Regions from separate parts of the Mus musculus genome. Here all the other regions are linked to region 2. A link is a contact called in public HiChIP or PLAC-seq data. All regions are on one chromosome and are shown on one strand. The core of a region is the stretch at or near the end of the contact, and the rest is flanking DNA. Distances in the headings are between cores, read along the strand shown. Region 1 holds the start of 4921513I03Rik (RIKEN cDNA 4921513I03 gene). Region 2 holds the start of Llph (LLP homolog, long-term synaptic facilitation (Aplysia)). Region 3 has its middle 7.4 kb from the start of Gm35182. Region 4 overlaps Msrb3 (methionine sulfoxide reductase B3).

What was found. HiChIP or PLAC-seq counts read pairs in DNA pulled down with a chosen protein or histone mark.
Region 1: a contact with region 2 is called in an H3K4me3 HiChIP or PLAC-seq map of embryonic stem cells, with 3 times the contacts expected there. The contact joins the promoter of 4921513I03Rik here to the promoter of Llph in region 2. A contact is called at or near these places in 12 of 39 promoter capture datasets (the 3T3-L1 cell line, HPC-7-derived erythroid cells, the SN4741 cell line and 8 more), 9 of 115 datasets of contacts at active chromatin or transcription factors (bone marrow-derived macrophages, embryonic hindbrain, embryonic midbrain and 4 more) and 2 of 9 other capture datasets (adipose tissue and embryonic stem cells).
Region 3: a contact with region 2 is called in a CTCF HiChIP or PLAC-seq map of the NIH/3T3 cell line, with 8 read pairs. The contact joins the enhancer-like site here to the promoter of Llph in region 2. A contact is called at or near these places in 8 of 39 promoter capture datasets (cranial neural crest, embryonic stem cells, frontonasal cranial neural crest and 4 more), 1 of 15 datasets of contacts at CTCF or cohesin (the NIH/3T3 cell line), 13 of 115 datasets of contacts at active chromatin or transcription factors (astrocytes, bone marrow-derived macrophages, embryonic forebrain and 5 more) and 2 of 9 other capture datasets (adipose tissue and pancreatic islet).
Region 4: an H3K4me3 HiChIP or PLAC-seq map of bone marrow-derived macrophages shows a contact between it and region 2, with 4 times the contacts expected there. The contact joins the enhancer-like site here to the promoter of Llph in region 2. A contact is called at or near these places in 8 of 39 promoter capture datasets (cranial neural crest, embryonic stem cells, frontonasal cranial neural crest and 2 more), 2 of 15 datasets of contacts at CTCF or cohesin (both in the NIH/3T3 cell line), 13 of 115 datasets of contacts at active chromatin or transcription factors (acute myeloid leukemia, bone marrow-derived macrophages, embryonic basal ganglia and 7 more) and 5 of 9 other capture datasets (adipose tissue, embryonic stem cells, embryonic tail and 2 more).

What each region holds. Positions count from the first base shown.
Region 1 is chr10:120,764,122-120,767,958 of GRCm38.p6, reverse strand. It overlaps 4921513I03Rik (RIKEN cDNA 4921513I03 gene), which reads right to left and starts at 2,227. Exons shown (of 3, transcript NR_038000.1): 1 at 2,121-2,227.
Region 2 is chr10:120,224,310-120,228,391 of GRCm38.p6, reverse strand. It overlaps Llph (LLP homolog, long-term synaptic facilitation (Aplysia)), which reads right to left and starts at 1,332. Exons shown (of 3, transcript NM_025431.2): 1 at 1,269-1,332; 2 at 189-418. The coding sequence starts at 411. It overlaps Tmbim4 (transmembrane BAX inhibitor motif containing 4), which reads right to left. Exons shown (of 7, transcript NM_026617.3): 7 at 3,495-3,772. The coding sequence ends at 3,566.
Region 3 is chr10:120,743,105-120,747,004 of GRCm38.p6, reverse strand. No RefSeq gene overlaps it. Among named protein-coding and RNA genes, the nearest start is that of Gm35182, 7.4 kb to the left of the region's middle. Within about 2 kb of position 1,739, at least 150 of the 459 cell types and tissues checked have an H3K27ac peak or open chromatin away from gene starts, as enhancers often do. A contact at or near this core is called in the NIH/3T3 cell line, embryonic forebrain, embryonic limb bud and 5 more, where this site is marked.
Region 4 is chr10:120,820,477-120,824,859 of GRCm38.p6, reverse strand. The region is part of intron 5 of Msrb3 (methionine sulfoxide reductase B3); the gene reads left to right. Among named protein-coding and RNA genes, the nearest start is that of Gm15910, 35 kb to the left of the region's middle. Within about 2 kb of position 2,914, at least 18 of the 459 cell types and tissues checked have an H3K27ac peak or open chromatin away from gene starts, as enhancers often do. A contact at or near this core is called in bone marrow-derived macrophages, where this site is marked.

The DNA.
Region 1 (3,837 bases), core at 978-3,477, 540 kb before region 2:
TGCAAACAAAGCTACTAAGACCTGAAAAATACTAAAGCAGTTAGGGTGATTTTTTTCCCCCATTTTATTAGTTTTGTTATTTTGCTTTCAAATGAATAAAATTTCTACCTAAAAATTCTTTGTAATGAAAAACTATTTTCCAAATGAAAATAAACTTCTTAAATAGAAGAAAAAAAGTATTTTAAAAGGCTGTCAGCTTGACCTCACACAGAGACACAGACAGACATACAGACAGATAGACACAGACAGACACAGGCACACACACACACACACACACACACACACACACACACTATAACTGCCTTCCTTTTTGTTACTCATGCCTTGGGCTTGTGAAAGAACGAACAGTTCTGACCACAGCTTTCTTTCATGTGAAGGTCTATGACGTGAAGGAGGACTGTGGGGTCTACCAGATGTCTTACATCTTGGGAGAGTATTAGATCAAAAGTTTTGCATTGTAAGTCCATATTCACTTTTCTTTCCATAGGTGGTAGATCTCTTCCTTGTAAGAGACTGCTGTACCGCAAGGTTTCTTACCTTCTCTTTTGAGTTAGCAATCTAAGGGAATCAGCTTTGGTCTTAGTGTCATGTGCATGTCTGTATGTTAACAAATTGGCTCTCTCATGTTCGTCTCTGAATTATTCACAACAGCCAGGACACAAAGCAACCTAAGTGTCTACCAATAAATGAATAGATGAATATAATGTCCAATATGGTTGTACAGCAGCTTCCTCTGAAGTGAAACATTCCCTGCCTCCTGAAGAGGCTACTGAGACTCTGAAGGTAAAGTCACATGCCGAGGAAAAGTTGCTTGCAATACTTTTGGAGACCCTGCACCGTCTTCATAGAAGGAGTATGTACTGGGAAGGAAAGGAGACTTGGAATGGCCAAACTGCTGAGTCTTTGGCCTTTAAAGCTGCCTACAGATAGCTATGAGACCACTCAGTGAGCTGCCATCCATGATGGGGTGCACTTTTCTGTGATGTGCCTGCCTTTGAGTCAACCCTGCTCCTGTGAGTAACCCCTCGCCCATCCTCCTGTTAGCAGCCCCGATAAAGACTAACCGACAGAGCTAGTCAGACTCTTGTGCAGTGTGCTCTGGTCTTCGAGATATAAGCTCTTAGAGTGAAAATAAAATCCTAGTATTGATCATAGTCTGGCTTGCCTAATGTGATGGCCATGACTCACACAACCGCCATACCTCACGTGAAGTCCGGCTCCATCTCAGCCAATGTGGAGCAGTGGTGGAGCACAGTGGCAGATTGACAGCTGCCAATAACGGCAGCTCGTCTCAGTACCACACAATACCACCATCCTTTTCACTCTGAGAACAAACCAACTAGACCGAAGGCCAGTGAAGTGGAAAAGACAGATACGACTCTTATCTGGGAAACCCGTGGGAACAGTAAGAGCGGGGCTTCCCGATCCTGTATTTGTTTTATGGTGTTTAGAGGAAAGTGGGAATTTCCATCCTGCTGAACCTACAGAGTTATCCTGAAATAACATTCTTTGCTCGTTGTAAGGAGATGATGGTACTTAAGTTTGTCTGATTCTGTTTTTTTTTTCACGAAGAGATTTAAAACCTTGGAGAAGAGTGAAGGGCGGATCTACTCAAAGGATTCTGGCAGAGGGCCTGAGAGATGCCTCAGCAGTTCAGAGAACTTGCTGTTCCCCCGGAGGTTCTGAGTTCTGTGCGACCACTCCTAACTCCAGCTCCAAGAGATATGCGCCCCCTCCTGACCTCTGCAGGTAACAGCACATACACACAGACACACACACACACAGACACACACACACACACACACACACACACACACACACACACACACACACAGCAGGCACGAGTGCACCTATCCTGTAAGCCATCATAATGGATTACCTCTGTAATATACGTTCTATTGGATCTGTTCCTCTAGAGAACCCTGAGTGATATGCCCCTCGAATGCCCCTCAAAGTCTCAGGTTTTGAGTCTGGCAGTTTTGTTGAGAAGTAGATGGATAAGAAGGATACCAACCACACCAACAGACCATTCTACTGATGACTTCATCATTGAGTGTGTTTTTGGGAGGTATGACCTAACTGGAAGTGGCGGGTTGGGAGGGTACCTTTGAATGGCTTACCTTGCCCGAATTCACATGCTGTTACCCAGCTGCAGTGAGATCAGAAGCCCTGCTCCACCCCGACTGCTTTCCTCCACATTGTTCTCTATTGTTTTTCCAGCAGCTGTGACCAAATGCGAGAGAAGGAGGTTTTCTTTTGGATCATGGTTTGCGAGTATAGTTTGTCACAATCATGAAAGCATCGCGATGGGAGTGGCTATCAGGCATGGCAGTGGGAGTGGCTATCAGGCATAGCAGTGGGCGTGGCTCACAGGCATGGTAGTGGGAGTGGCTAGCAGGCGTGGCAGCAGAAGCATGAGGCTGCTGATTCACATCTCAGCGGACCAGGAAAAGGAGAGGAGGGAATGACGGAGCTCAGAGGCTTTCTCCTCTCCCGTTTTTTTTATCCAGCCAAGTCCTCTTTTTATCCAGCCAAGTCCGCAGTGCATGGGAAGGTCTCTACTATGTTCAGGAAAGGTCTTACCCTCTTAGTCATTCCTCTCTAGAAAAAGGCTCACAGATAAGTTCAGAGGTAAGGTGTGACTCACTAATGCCTTGGTGGTTTCTTAATCCAATAAAGTTGTTGATCAGAGTTAGACCATCACATAGTCTGCATCACTATAATTCACAGACAAGGGAACCAGGTGACCATAGGACTGAAATAACTAAACTATGAGCTCAAAGGAAACTGTTCTTTAAAGTTTTTCTCCGATAGTCTTTGAGTTTTTGTAGTACCTACAACTAATGTACAGCTATCAATGTATAGATATGTTTCTCCTGTGAGCTGATACTCTTATCCTGTTCGCTATTATAGGATGGAGCTGGAGCCTTCAGCAGATGCTGAGGGAAGGTTTGAGGCTGATCCTGGGTGCAGAATTGTGCCCAGTTCTTCCCACCTGATTGTTCATCTACTGCAAACTGGGGCTCGTTTTTCCCTTTGGAAAAATAATCACATTTTGCTGCATTGGAAAGCATGGCTAAGATTGATTCCTGCAGTAATTTAACAGAACCTGAAGCTTTATAGACCTTCTGTCTACAGGACTTCTGACTACACAGAACGTGTCTTTAGGATGTGCCCTTCTTTTCCCTGTTCTGATAGAACTGACTGTGCAAACTAAGGCAGCTTTCAGATGCTATTCCACTCACTGGCAGTGCCATTTGTGCCTCTGAACAGCAACAGGCTGAGGTCTTCCAAAAAACTAGGGAAGAGTGGTAGATCCAGAGGTCTGAGCCTCTCGATTCCTGGGGTGGACACGTTAGGGTGTCTATTGTGAAAGACCGGGGGGAGTGAAGATATGCTCAGGAGATCCCATGGGCTTTGAAGACCTTTGGCATGGCTCTCCATTCATAAAAAGCTGCTTCATTCAGAGCTGTGGCTTCAGAAGTCTGGATGCAGTCAGTTCCTGGCTGGCTGGGAACAAGGAGTTAACTTGAGGCTGGTTCTTCCTGCATGGGTCCAGCCAGCAGCTGTTCATCATAAGCAGGGTCCTTTCATCCTGACAGCTTTCTTTCCACTCAGGGGGAGTTGCCCTGGGAGTACTTGACACAGGAAAGCAGGAAAGACAGAGAGAGAGAGAGAGGGGAAGGGTCTTGTTTGTTTCCTGGGTGGATCACCCCCTTCTTGGCAGGCCTCCAAGAAACGAGTCTTTTCCTGTCCTAAAACATCAGGGAAATAAATCTCTCTTGTAGAGAACAGATCCGGGAGAGGCCCCAGGGCGGCCATGTGACATCCGTCAGG
Region 2 (4,082 bases), core at 83-2,582:
GCCAGCATGTACTTTATTATCTAATAAGCTCCACAGCTAGCCATTTGTCCCCAGTTTCTTTTGGACTTGACACTAGGGACAAGTAGAATGGGTAGAAGACGGCTTTAAAAAGACAGAGAGAGACCGACCCCTAAGAGAAAAGTGGATCATTTTTTAGAAAAACCATGTAAATGAAGACCGAGGCTCACCCTTTTCCTCATCTGCGCCGTCACACCGCCCTTCCTCACACTGCATTTTCTCCTGGCGAGGTTTGGCTACCACCACGGTTGCTATCTCCTCAACGTCTTTCATTAGAGCATCCCCGTCCACTCTGAGGATACTCTTCAGTCTGTTGAGCTCCCTTGGCGCATTCTTCTTTCTCTTCTCGGCCCGCATCTTCCTCTTCCACTTACTCCGCAGGCTTTTAGCCATGCTTCACCTGGCGGTGAACAGAAACACAAACAAAAGGTTTACTGCTCACACCCTTGACTGGCAAGGACGTGGCCAAGCAGCCTTCTCTTCAGAACTGGGACAGATGGAAGAGAAGTTGTGCTGTGCCCTCATGCTTAGCTTATGTAATAATCAGCGCAGAGCATGAAAGGACTAAGTCCGGACACGTCAGGCCCCTTTAAGTAGGAACAAGTCGTTAATTCAAGCCGTTCTCAAAGAGCAGCTATGCATAGTAGACACAGAAAGCGAACAGCTCCGCCTTAAAATCACCTATTGCGCTGTTCTTATCCAATATCCGTCACCACATCTTTAGTGTGAACTTTTAACAGCTTAAACCATAGCTCCCTGCCTTTTAAAGACTCCTCCCCTCGTGTATCAAAGCTCATCCCGCTCCTCTCGGGCCTCCGACTTACTCTCTAGCCCCACACGCACGCAAGCTCCAGTCCGCACAACGCCCACTTCAGGACCGTCACATCTCCGATCTAGGTCTGGAAATGGCTCTCCCTAAGGCTCGCTCTGATCCTCCGACTCCTGTCAGCTCCTTTCTACCAAGTTCGGCTTCAACCCGGAGCTACCGTCCCCGTCTGCGGACTGCGGGGCTGAGCCGGATCCCCCGGGGCCACCGCTCTGCTGCACACCGTACAGGTCACGAGAACCGTGGGGTGGCTGGGTGAGGTCCCCTGAGCGTCAGCAATCACCAGTGGTCCGTGTGCGGGACCCCGAGCCTCGCCCTCCCGAGCCCCGCACCGAGCGAGGATGCGGTCAGGTCTCGCCGCGGAGGCAGGGTCCGAGCCAGTCCTTCACGCCGCGGAGTTGAGTCCAAAGCCCACGCAACTCACCTGAGAGACAACACCGCGCACCACGCGTGGGACGCCAACCGGAAGTACAGGCGCTTCCGGCTTCCGTTCAGGGGCCAGCGCACAGCATGCCGGGATCCTTGAGAGGCGTGGTCTTTGGGGAGGCGTGGTCAACCAGCTGTCTCTGTCATCCCGAGGCTTTGGCTGACCCCTACACCTACAGGAGAAAGTTTAAGGAATTTCCTGTCGGGAGTGGCAAATTATAAATCAAAGCATCTCAAAGCCTTGGATGGGCCAAGCCTGGCCGGGGGCCCTGTCTGTGACAGCCTCACGAGAAAGGATACCAAAGGGATTGCTCAGCTCTGATCATCCTGGAGCCCTTTCTGAGTTTTGTTTTTGTTTAATTGCAGTCTAGAAATTTTCTCATTTCGGCTGAGGATCCTAGGAGGTACGCGGCTGTGAGGATGTATCAAATTGTACAACTTAAATACGTCACGTCGACTGCATGCCAGTTATATTTCAAAGTGTCACCCAACAGAATAATCTTTCCTTATCCCCACGAATTTAAAGGGTAAAACAAGCTATTTCAACCAATGTTGATCTGTCCAAACTATTACATACCTGAGACAAAGCTAACCTAGGGTGAATGAGTTTACAAAAAAAGGTGTGGTTTTTGCATGTGCTTCTAATATTGCACAAGCTATGGGCGATACGCAAGTCTCTTTAACACTTGTGAAAGATAAGAAGAGTGTCTTAGGGCCTAGATAGTACCTCATTCATTGATCTTCAGTGGGTGATTAGGCAACAAACGTTAACTACCCAGACTTACCTGGAAACAGTGTTTTCAACAGATCACCACATTCAAGCATGTATGTGTACCACATGTGTGCCTGGTACCAGAAGAGGCCAGAAGAGGCCATCTCATCCCTTGAACTGGATTTACAGTTGGTTGTGAGTCACCACAGGGGTGCTGGGAACCAGTTTTACTTAGTTTTACTTCCATTACTGTGAAGACACCATAACCAAAGCAACTCTTAAAAAGTAAAACATTTATTTGGGACTGGCTCACAGTTTCAGAGGTTCAGTCCATTGTCGTCATAGCAGGAAGCATGACAGCATGCAGGCAGACATGGCGCTGGAGAAGCCCAGATCTGAAGGCAGCCAGAGGTTCTCTTCTGAACTGGCTGGAGCTTGAGCACTAGGGACCTTAAAGCCCACCTACACAGTGACACACTTCATCCAATAAAGTCACACCTATTCCAATGAGGCCTCACCTCCCAATATTGCCACTTCCCATGAGCCAAGCATATCCAAATCACCACAGAACTGAACCCAGGTCTTCTGCAAGAGCAAGAGGTGCTCTTAACCACTGAACCAGGTCTCCAGCCCCCTTTATAAGTGATGACTTATAAAATCCCTGTTTAATTGCTAGAAGAGCTGTGTCTTTTTGAAGAAACCATGCATATAGTGGAGCAAGCACTGAGATTTTTAACCCAGGAAAAATACAGTTGGCATTATAACAAGAGGAAGCGTGCATGCCCTGGGTTTGAAAAATCAACCTTACAGATGCTCTAAATTGGCAGCTTCATGTACCAAAAGGCTGTGGCTTTTGAACAGAAATTTGGAAAATAAAATCAACCTATTATGTATTAAGACACATTCCACAATTTGGCATGAAAAAGCTCTTATAAAAACTAACCATATGAAATTTGTTGCCATTAAATATAAACACCGTTCATTTTTATCAAATCTATTTTACACCAGTGATTTTCCACTTATAAACTAGACATTTTTAGAGGTGAAGAATGAGCTGACAAATGGCTCAGTGATTTTGAAGGGTGCTTGCTACTCTTTTAGAGAACTCCAGTGCAGTTTCCATGTTACAACCATCTGTAACGCCAGTTCCAGGGGATACAACACCCGCTTTTGGCCTCTGCAGACCCCAGATATACACATGCTACACACAAACATATATATATATATATATATATATATATATATATATATATATATATATATATATATATATGCCAGGCAGGTGGCACCATGCGTGTATTCCCAGGACATCGGAAGCTGACACAGTAAGGCCCTGAGTTAGAGGCCATACTGAACTACATAGAGACCCTGCCTCAGTTTATGAAAAAGGGAAAGACATTTTAATAGCTCTTGCCTGAGACTTAAAGTCAAGGATTTGGAAATGAGAAGAAAACCAAAATAGTAAGATTCTAAATTATAGAAGAACACAGAATGCCATTAAAGATCACATATGCTTTTAATATTAACATTTAAGTTTAATTCAAGCGTCTTTCATAATAGAACTGTCTCTGAACACTGCTCGGTTACTTTTTATTAACTGCTTCCAGAAACTTCAACAGGTGCAGGAAGAGGTTGATGATATCCATGTAGAGACTGATGGCAGCGATCACGTACTCTTCGGGAGAGAGTCTGTGCATCAGCGAGTGTGTATCATAGATGATGAACCCACAGAAGAGGAGGGCGCCTAGAGAGGCCAAGACCAGCTCCATCGTCTCACTGTAAAAAAACAGCTACAGACAAGGGAGTAAGGAATACGTTTAGCCTCAGGAGTCACACCAGACCCACTTCAGAGACTTCAAATGCAATCTCCTGCCAGTGGCAAGTGTGACAAGGACACACAACGATGACGGATGAAGATGGATGATGCAGGCGGATGGCAGGCAGAGCTAAACTCCCGTTTACTTGTTTCATGGAAGCAGGCGTGTGGAGAAGCAGTCATCTTTCGGTTAAGTTCACTACTTGACTTGGAATAGTAACATTCGAAACATGAACTGTTTTTAAATGTTACTTTTTTAAGAATTAAATTTCTTGTGACATTTA
Region 3 (3,900 bases), core at 490-2,989, 520 kb before region 2:
CTTCTTTCTTTCTTTCTTTCTTTCTTTCTTTCTTTCTTTCTTTCTTTCTTTCTTCCTTCCTTCCTTCCTTCCTTCTTTCCTTCTTTCTTTCTTTCTTTCTTTCTTTCTTTCTTTCTTTCTTTCTTTCTTGATGGAAAGATTAGGCACTTGATCGACTCTCTGATGGTGCTGTATGATAGGACGTACAAGCATCAGACTGCTGGGTGTTCCAGTCTACGAGGTCCTGCTGTACAGACACCCTTTGATAAACCAGCAATCCAAGGCACAAATGAAATACAAGGACAAGAGTTCTGAGGTCTGCCTTCAGAACCAGGAGCAATCGCCACTTCCCATTGTTGGTGACCTCTGTGAAGGGTGGAAGGTAACGAGACTCACACATACGTACATCCACATATTGCTAGTTCCTGCATAGTCTATACGCAGATAAAGACTTGAGAAATTGGTCGTCCTTTGGTTTCGGACCCTGGGACAAGGAGTCGAGGTACATATTTTACACAATGGAGCAGACCTGGTCTCCAGGGTCTCCCAGAGTCCCTCAGTCCCTTCCTGGCACACCTTGACCCCAACCTTGAACTTTTTAACCCAGGGGCTGGGCTGCCCTTCCCTCTGAGGTTTCTCCCTATATAATCCAGACTGCCCCCTCACCCCCTCTGTGTGTCTGTGCACGAGCACACATGTTCAAACTGGTTTTCAAGTGTAACACGTTTCCCAAATGACACTGAGGATTTACGTTGTGTGTAGATCCCTGCAATGCCAGTTTATACATAGGAATGGAGAATGGACAAGCTGGGCTGTAAGTTCCCTGGGAAGTGACTAGGGAGGACAGGGCTGCCAGGATCAGCAGACACTGCCACAGAAAGCTGAACTTGGGTGACTCCTCTGTCACTGCCCTGTCCTTTCCCCTGTGACTTTGGCTAACACTCCCTCTTTCAGGCCTTTAAAAAGACATTGACTATTGCTTGTCTGCATAAAGAAAAAGTATTGCCTGGTCAGGCAGGGAAGACCAACTGGTGTGTGTCTTTAGTACTGACATGAGGATACAGGCTCCAGCAGGAATGAATCTCTCTGCTCTGGAAGCAGCTCATCTTGGTTTAACCAAACACAAAACTCAAAGGGGTCCAGGCAGTGGTGGCACATGCACTTGGGGGGCAGAGGCAGGCAGATTTCTGAGTTCAAGGTCAGCCTGGTCTACAGAGTGAGTTCCAGGACAGCCAGGGCTACACAGAGAAACCCTGCTCCGAAAAATTAAACACCAAAAATCAAACACCAAAAACCAAACCAAAACCAAAACCAAAACCAAAAAACCTAAAACTCAAAGGGGTTTTCCTCCGGTCCATGGGGCGATTTTTAAGAATGGCTCCTTGTGCCTGGCCCTTTGCCTGGTACATTTTTGTGACTTCCAGTCAAAATAGATGGATTCAGCCAGGATTTTCACTTTTCAAAAACAGTCACTGCTGGGTTCCTTGAAACTGCCACCACCAAACACTACCCCCCCCCACCCCCACATTTAAAACATGCTTTGATTTCTTGGAATTGGAGGCGCGGGGCTCCGAAGGGCCGCTACGACTCTGAAAAAGGAGCTGCTAGTGCCAGAGTTCCCACTGCCTGGGCGGCTATTGGCGGCTCTCCTACCACCAGCCTGGAATGCACACAAGCGGGCTGCTCTCCCCACTTTATCACAAAGGAGCTCATTTTGTGAATGAACAGCGCAGCCAGCAGCACAGCGCTATTCCGGGCGACCTTTGCCCGGGGATTGGATTCCCTCCCAGCGGGGAGATCAGGCCTTAGGAAAAGGTTAGTTCCTTGAGGTCCAAGGCCTGCTGGGCAGAGGTCTGGAGAGGGAAAAGCTCCGAGAACTTTTCTCCTCCCCCCAACCCCTCCCTCACCATCTCCAGCGACCGTTCTTCTGGCTGCTGTAGCTTTCTGTGCCTTTGTGGGTTTTTTTTTGGGGGGGGGGGACTGGCGGGTGTGTGTGTGGGGGGGTGCTGATTGGACTCTGCAGCAAGGAGCTATATAACTCCTGCAATTTTTACTTTTTTTTTTTTTTTTTTTTTTGGTAGCTGCCTAGTATTTCCCCGCTGCTTCCCAACAGCAATTCTGAGGTCCTCCCGAGTTTCCACCCCTTCCTCTCCATGCCACCCCCCCCCCCACCGTGGCGCTTCAGTTTGATGTTTTTTTGGTATCAAAGCAAGGTCTCCAGGAACCCTGCAACTAAAGACTTTAATGAGGACCATGCTCACGAAATCCTGGCTGCCAAAGACATGATGATTTATGCCCCTCACTCTCCCTAACAGCAAGAGGACTATTTGTAAAAATAAAAAAGCCGCTCATATGGAATTAAACAAGAGCATAGCTGCTTCCTTCCAGACCCCGGGAGCTTAACAAAGAGCATCCACACTCCAGCACATGGCGGGCGCCGGGCTTCCTATCACACAAAGCTAAATCCTGTTACCTCGGGCAGAGGCACACACTCTCTCTAAAACCCTGCCGGCAGACCTCAAAGGAGCAATGCAGAGGGCAATCAAATGAGTGGCCAGAAGAAAGAGGGGTGCCAGGAGCTTAGACCGAGGTCGAAGCACCCACCTGATGGGCTGCTGAGGGAGGAATTGAGGTGTTTGGTGTAAGATGGTTGAGCGACTGGCAAATAACTATTTGGTTTGGGTCAGCTGTGTGAAAGGCGGGAACCCTGAGAGCTCCCTTTTCTTGGATCTAGCATTATTGTTTCTGGGATAACTGGGGGTTCCCTCCTTGGGGGTTTTTACTCTTGTTAATAAAAGACTTTAGAAATGGACTCCAAGGAAACTCTGGGACAAGTTTATTAGAGTTTGAGAGAAAAGAAACAGAGTAGACAAACTGTAAGTTTTGGCAGCTGCCAAGAGGGGAGGAAGAGAGAGACAGAGAAAAAGAGAGACAGAGACACACAGAGAGAAACAGAGAGAGAGAGAGAGACAGAGAGAGAGGGACACACAGAGAGACAGAGAGGAAGAGAGGAAGAAAGAGGGAGAGAGGGAGGCGAGACATGTCTTTTGAGTTAAGAGGCAAGGACCCTGCCATTTTCAGCAGTAGACAGCCAAGCAGCAGCTTGGTAGAAGGAGCAGGCAAGCTTCAGGGAAGAGATGGGAAAGTCCAGTGTGTCACTGAAAGCATACTGAGGTTTCTGGGCCGTAGAGTAGGCAGGTTCTGCAAAGCTATGCAAGTGGCTGCATCAGCAGAGGGCATTCTGGGAGGAGGAAGAAGTAAGTTATCACATGAAGGGGGTGGTCATTCCTCCCATGTTCTCGCATATCTTTTTTTTTTTTTAAGAATTATTTATTTTATGTATGTGAGTACACTGTTGCTGTCTTTAGACACACCAGAAGAGGGCCTCGGATCCCATCACAGATGGTTGTGAGCCACCAATGTGGTTGCTGGGAACTGAACTCAGAACCTGTGAAAGAGCAATCAGTGTTCCCGCTGAGCCATCTCTCCAGCCCTCTTGCAGGTCTTTAGACAAATCAGCTTCCCTGGAAGTGGCAGGGTGAATAACTGATGCGCTCTGCCAGATTAACTCTTAAGGGAGGGGACAATAGTGCATCAGGTTGTAATGTATGGAGCCTCTGTGGACAATGTCGTGCCACTACTCAGAGCCAGAGGCAGTCTATTCTGGTTGAGGATTGGGCCGTGCGGATGAACTGACTAAAGAATTCAGGGTTGCCGAGGGCACAGACGTTATTGCAGAGAGACAATGTGAAGTAATTAGAGCAGTAGTTCTCAACCTGTGGGTTGTGACCACCTGGGTTACATATCAGATATTTACATGACACGTTTTAACAGTAGAAAATTTGTAGTTACCAAGTATCAATGGAATAATTTTACAGTTGGGAGTCACCATACCATGAGGAACTGTATCAAAGGGTTGAG
Region 4 (4,383 bases), core at 1,665-4,164, 590 kb before region 2:
GGGTTGTCTGTTGCACACTTTCACTGTTCAAAACAGAATATCACTTTGTAAATAGACAAAGCATCTTACATGTTTGAATGCTTGAAGAGTGTCTGTAAGTGTTTTGGGGCAGGGGCTGGGGGAAGATACATTGTAATGGAGCAAAGTATGAAGGGTTTTGTACCATAGAGTTGGAAATTCATCTATGACATAGACGTTTTAATGTTTTATTGGGGGGATCATAGAAAATTAAGATCGCCTTGCTCTGTATCTACCAGGCCAGAGTTTATCAACAGTGGTGCTCTCAGCCATACTGGGTTGCTCTCTGTCATTAAGCATGGGTGTGGTCGTAGAGTGCTCTTGCTTGCCAGGCTGAGTCCTTCACCTGCCACTGAGATCTGTGCAAGGCGGAGCTCCCAGTGCTGTTCTCTAGTAAGATGCAAAATTTGCCCTGTGATGGATTTTAATACATCGACATTAGTTTTCAACCCTAATAGATAATAATTTGCAGGGGGAAATGACATAACTTGTTGATTTAGAAGTCACACTTTTAGTTATGAGTTTCACTGTGTCTCAGCCTAAAACACCTTAGCGTGTGGAGTGGCTGTAAATTCCTTCTGAGAGTGGTGTCACAGGGCTCCCCAGCCTCTCCCTCTCATGAGCCTGATCATCCTTGGCCACTCCAGCTGTGCGACTTTCTCCAGTTGAGAGGGACTCTTAGCTGACGACGTCTATAGATTTGGCCTAGAAAAATCCACCTGGTTTGAATGCTAGGATTCCAAGACCCTTTCTAGTCCCAATGTTCTGGGACTTTTAAGTCCCCCAGGCATGTCACTGTTGCAACAAGGTAAAAAAAAAAAGTCAGACACAAAGTGTTCACAGTATGAAGACTAAAGATGGCATGACATTGATGACACTTGACCATTGACCCCTGAGAAATTGCATCAGGATGAAAATGTCTTTAATAGTTGAAATCTCTAAGCATAGTAATAAATAAATTGATGGAGATTAAAATCACACAAAAACTACATGCCTTAAAAAAAACCTGCCAGTCACCAAATAATAAGGTAATAACAGCTGCTCACTGATTATATAATTCCGTTCTTTAAAAATCAGACAAGAAGTTGGTTTTAAGGTCCAAGACCTTGAATGTGGCTTTTAAAAAGTAAGGAAGTCCAGTAGGTTCCTTTTAAAAGTGAAAGCGGTGAATAATGTATGAATCTGAAATATTAGGCTGCTAGTGTCAAAGTCAAATAATTTATGTTAAGATTTCTAATCCAAATTAAAGTGGGCTGCTAAATTCGTGTACAGAAGGCTAGTGTTTATCGCGGAAATAGTTATAACATCTGTACAGGCTCACATTTCACTCCTTTGACCTACGGTTTTTGCCCACAACTCTTTTCTCCAGTTTCAATTATTTGAATGTCTGTTAGACAACGTGCACATATCTTTGAAAACTACAGTTAGAGATGTCTGAAGTCTTACGGGAAGTAGGAATTAAAAGTTTATGTGTACTTTGATTTTCGCATTGAGCTAAGGAGTACATTTAGATGTTTTAAAATTAAGAAATAAGTATGTTTTTCCCCCCTTCTGAGCGCTAAACTCTAAGCTCACCACCAACGAGGAACCAGAGGAAGGGAACGCGGCGTTTGCTCTTCCAAGTTTTCTATCATGCAAATTTTGGTTACGAATGAGAAAACATTGGGACAATGAAATGTACAGCTCTAAGAGGTTCAGCTTCTTTATTGTCCATCGGATGCAGCTGGGTTTAATGCTGTGCACAGATTGGCAAAGCAAGATCTTTGGCTGAAAACCAGCACCATATTAAATATGGTGATCAATGACTAGGGAAGCCCAGGATTTCAAAGGTTATCTAAGTGTGTGCGGACATATTTTGCATATATGCACATACATATATGCACTTAGGGTTTATTAAGTGAAGTAACCAGTTTATGAACAACATTTGTGGTTTGTATAGATGAGCGTCAGGCTGAGGTGAAAGGTAGGCTCTCACTACCATCATATAATTAAAAAAAAAAAAAAAAACCAAACAGCTGTTGAGCACACACTAAATTATCAACGAAGAAAATAACATAAAGGCTTGCTTATTATATATATATGTATATATGTAAAAGAAGCCAATGGACAACCTTCTGCTATATTTTAAATTTATGTGTGTGCACATGTGTGCATGTTTATGAATATGTGTGTGTGTGGTGTGTACATGCATGTGTATATGGAGGCTAGGGCGATAACCTTTGGTGGACTAAAGGCAGGTACCATCACGTCTGACTCTATTTCTCTGGCATAGAGCTCGTCAAGTAGGCTAGATTAATGTCCAGTAATTTCTTTTTTTTCTTTTTTTAAAAATTTATTTATTATATTTATATGAGTACACTGTAGCTGTCTCCAGACACACCAGAAGAGGGCATCAGATCGCATTACAGATGGTTGTGAGCCACCATGTGGTTGCTGGGATTTGAACTCAGGACCTTTGGAAGAGCAGTCAGTGCTCTTAACTGCTGAGCCATCTCTCCAGCCCCACGTGATGAGAGTAGTGAGCTGGCCTTCTTTCTAAAGAAGCTGGGAAGTTTCTGTGCTAGACGTGAGCTCCTAGTGCATGTCTCTTGCCTACGAGCTCGTGGAATTGGCCACTTTATTAAGAGAGTAAAACAGACTTCCTTTTATGTTCAGCACTAGCAAGAAGCTGTGCATTTCAGCCCACCACCCAAGCAGGAAGCTAGCCGATGCTGGAGGAAGCAGAGCATTGGGTTTAATGCAGTGATCAAACATGAAAGCCATATATCAAATCTCAGGCGAGACATGCTTTTGAAGGCAGAGAACTGCAGAGTATTTTGCATGATAGACTATATAAACAGAGCCCCGGAGGTCAGGGCGTGGATGCAAACCAGTTAAATAAGGAACTCTGGCTTTGCTCTCTGTCATCTGGAAGGGGGTGGGGTCGCGTGCTCACTCGCACAGAGCTGAGAGTGTGAACTTTGCTGGAGTGAAGCTTGGCACCTTTGGAAAATTCATTAACTCTTTCAGCCCACAAACCAAAACAATTTTTTACCTTAACAAAAGCTCCTAGAAAGCTAGAAATAAAATGGAAAACACGTGCTCTTTTGTCGGTTCTGAATATATGCCCCTTAGCAGAAGTGTCAAGGAAGGGGATGGGGCAAAGCTAGGTGGAGGAGCGGTTGAAAGGACTCAGGTCTTCAGTGAGGACGAAGACCATGGTGTCATTCACACCCTCGCAGAATAACCGCAGAAACACGCGTGGGTTTTATTCTCTTCTAAATTCTAAGTGTAATGCAAAGTCATAGTTTGAACTTACCAGTCAGCAACACAGTGGGATATTGTGATTTTTTTTTTTCTAGGATTCTGACGCTTACAAGTTAATTACTTGTCTGTGAAAGACTGCCTGTAGCTGTATGCTGTTGCTCAGGACATCTCAGGCAGTGTTTGGGCAAAGAGATGAAATACCAAGCTAAAAGGTATAGTTTCATGGCCAATAAGCATTCAAAGCAAAGTTTTCTAGAGGAAAGCGGATAAACTTAGGTTTTGTGCTCGTTGCTTCTGCCCTGCTTGGAGTAGCTCTCCTCAGGAAAACAGAACACAGCATCTCAAAGGTATAGGATTTCATGAAAGCAAATTATGGAGGATTAAGAAACCTAATGAGCACGGGCTAGTGTAGAGAGTAGAGGCGGGAGAGTTTGTTCTTTTAAATAAAGCCCGGGTGGAGAAGGTTAGGAGGTTCTAAACAACAGGATATAAAAAGGCAGGACCGAATATAATTATCCCGAAGGGTGGAGAAGAAAAAAAAAAATCCAAGGAATAAAAAGCATCCAGTGTCGCTGTTAGGCTCTTTAGTTAAAAGGGAGCTCCGCACCGTGGTAAGGAAATCAAAGAACAGACTGCGTTGATGCCCCAAAGCACGAAAGTGCAGAGCAGAATATGAGACGCTGAAAGCTGAGCAAGATGGAGAAGCTGAGCGAGGTGGAGAAGCTGAGCATATCAGAACTAGAGTTTTAAACTGACAGACAAGGCAATTTGCCCTTCTCAAGAAAATGTCAATAAGGAAAAATATCATCCACCCTTGCATGTCTAGGCTGACAACACATTATAGCCTTACCATTTTGTGATTTAAACTTCTTATTTTAATGACAACAAGGTTAAAAAAGAAAGAAAGAAAGCATGAATCTCTCTATGAGAGTATGGCAATCCATACCTGGACACCGTTCAATGGAAATAAGAAAAACACTGGCCATTGAACAGTTCGTTCATCCAACATGTATTTATTGGGCACGCTGTATGCCTGATGTTGGGGTAGGAGCTAGGAACACAGTAGACACAATTGCTTCTTACAGAACTTGGTTCATTATATGAATTCTCATTGGTTTC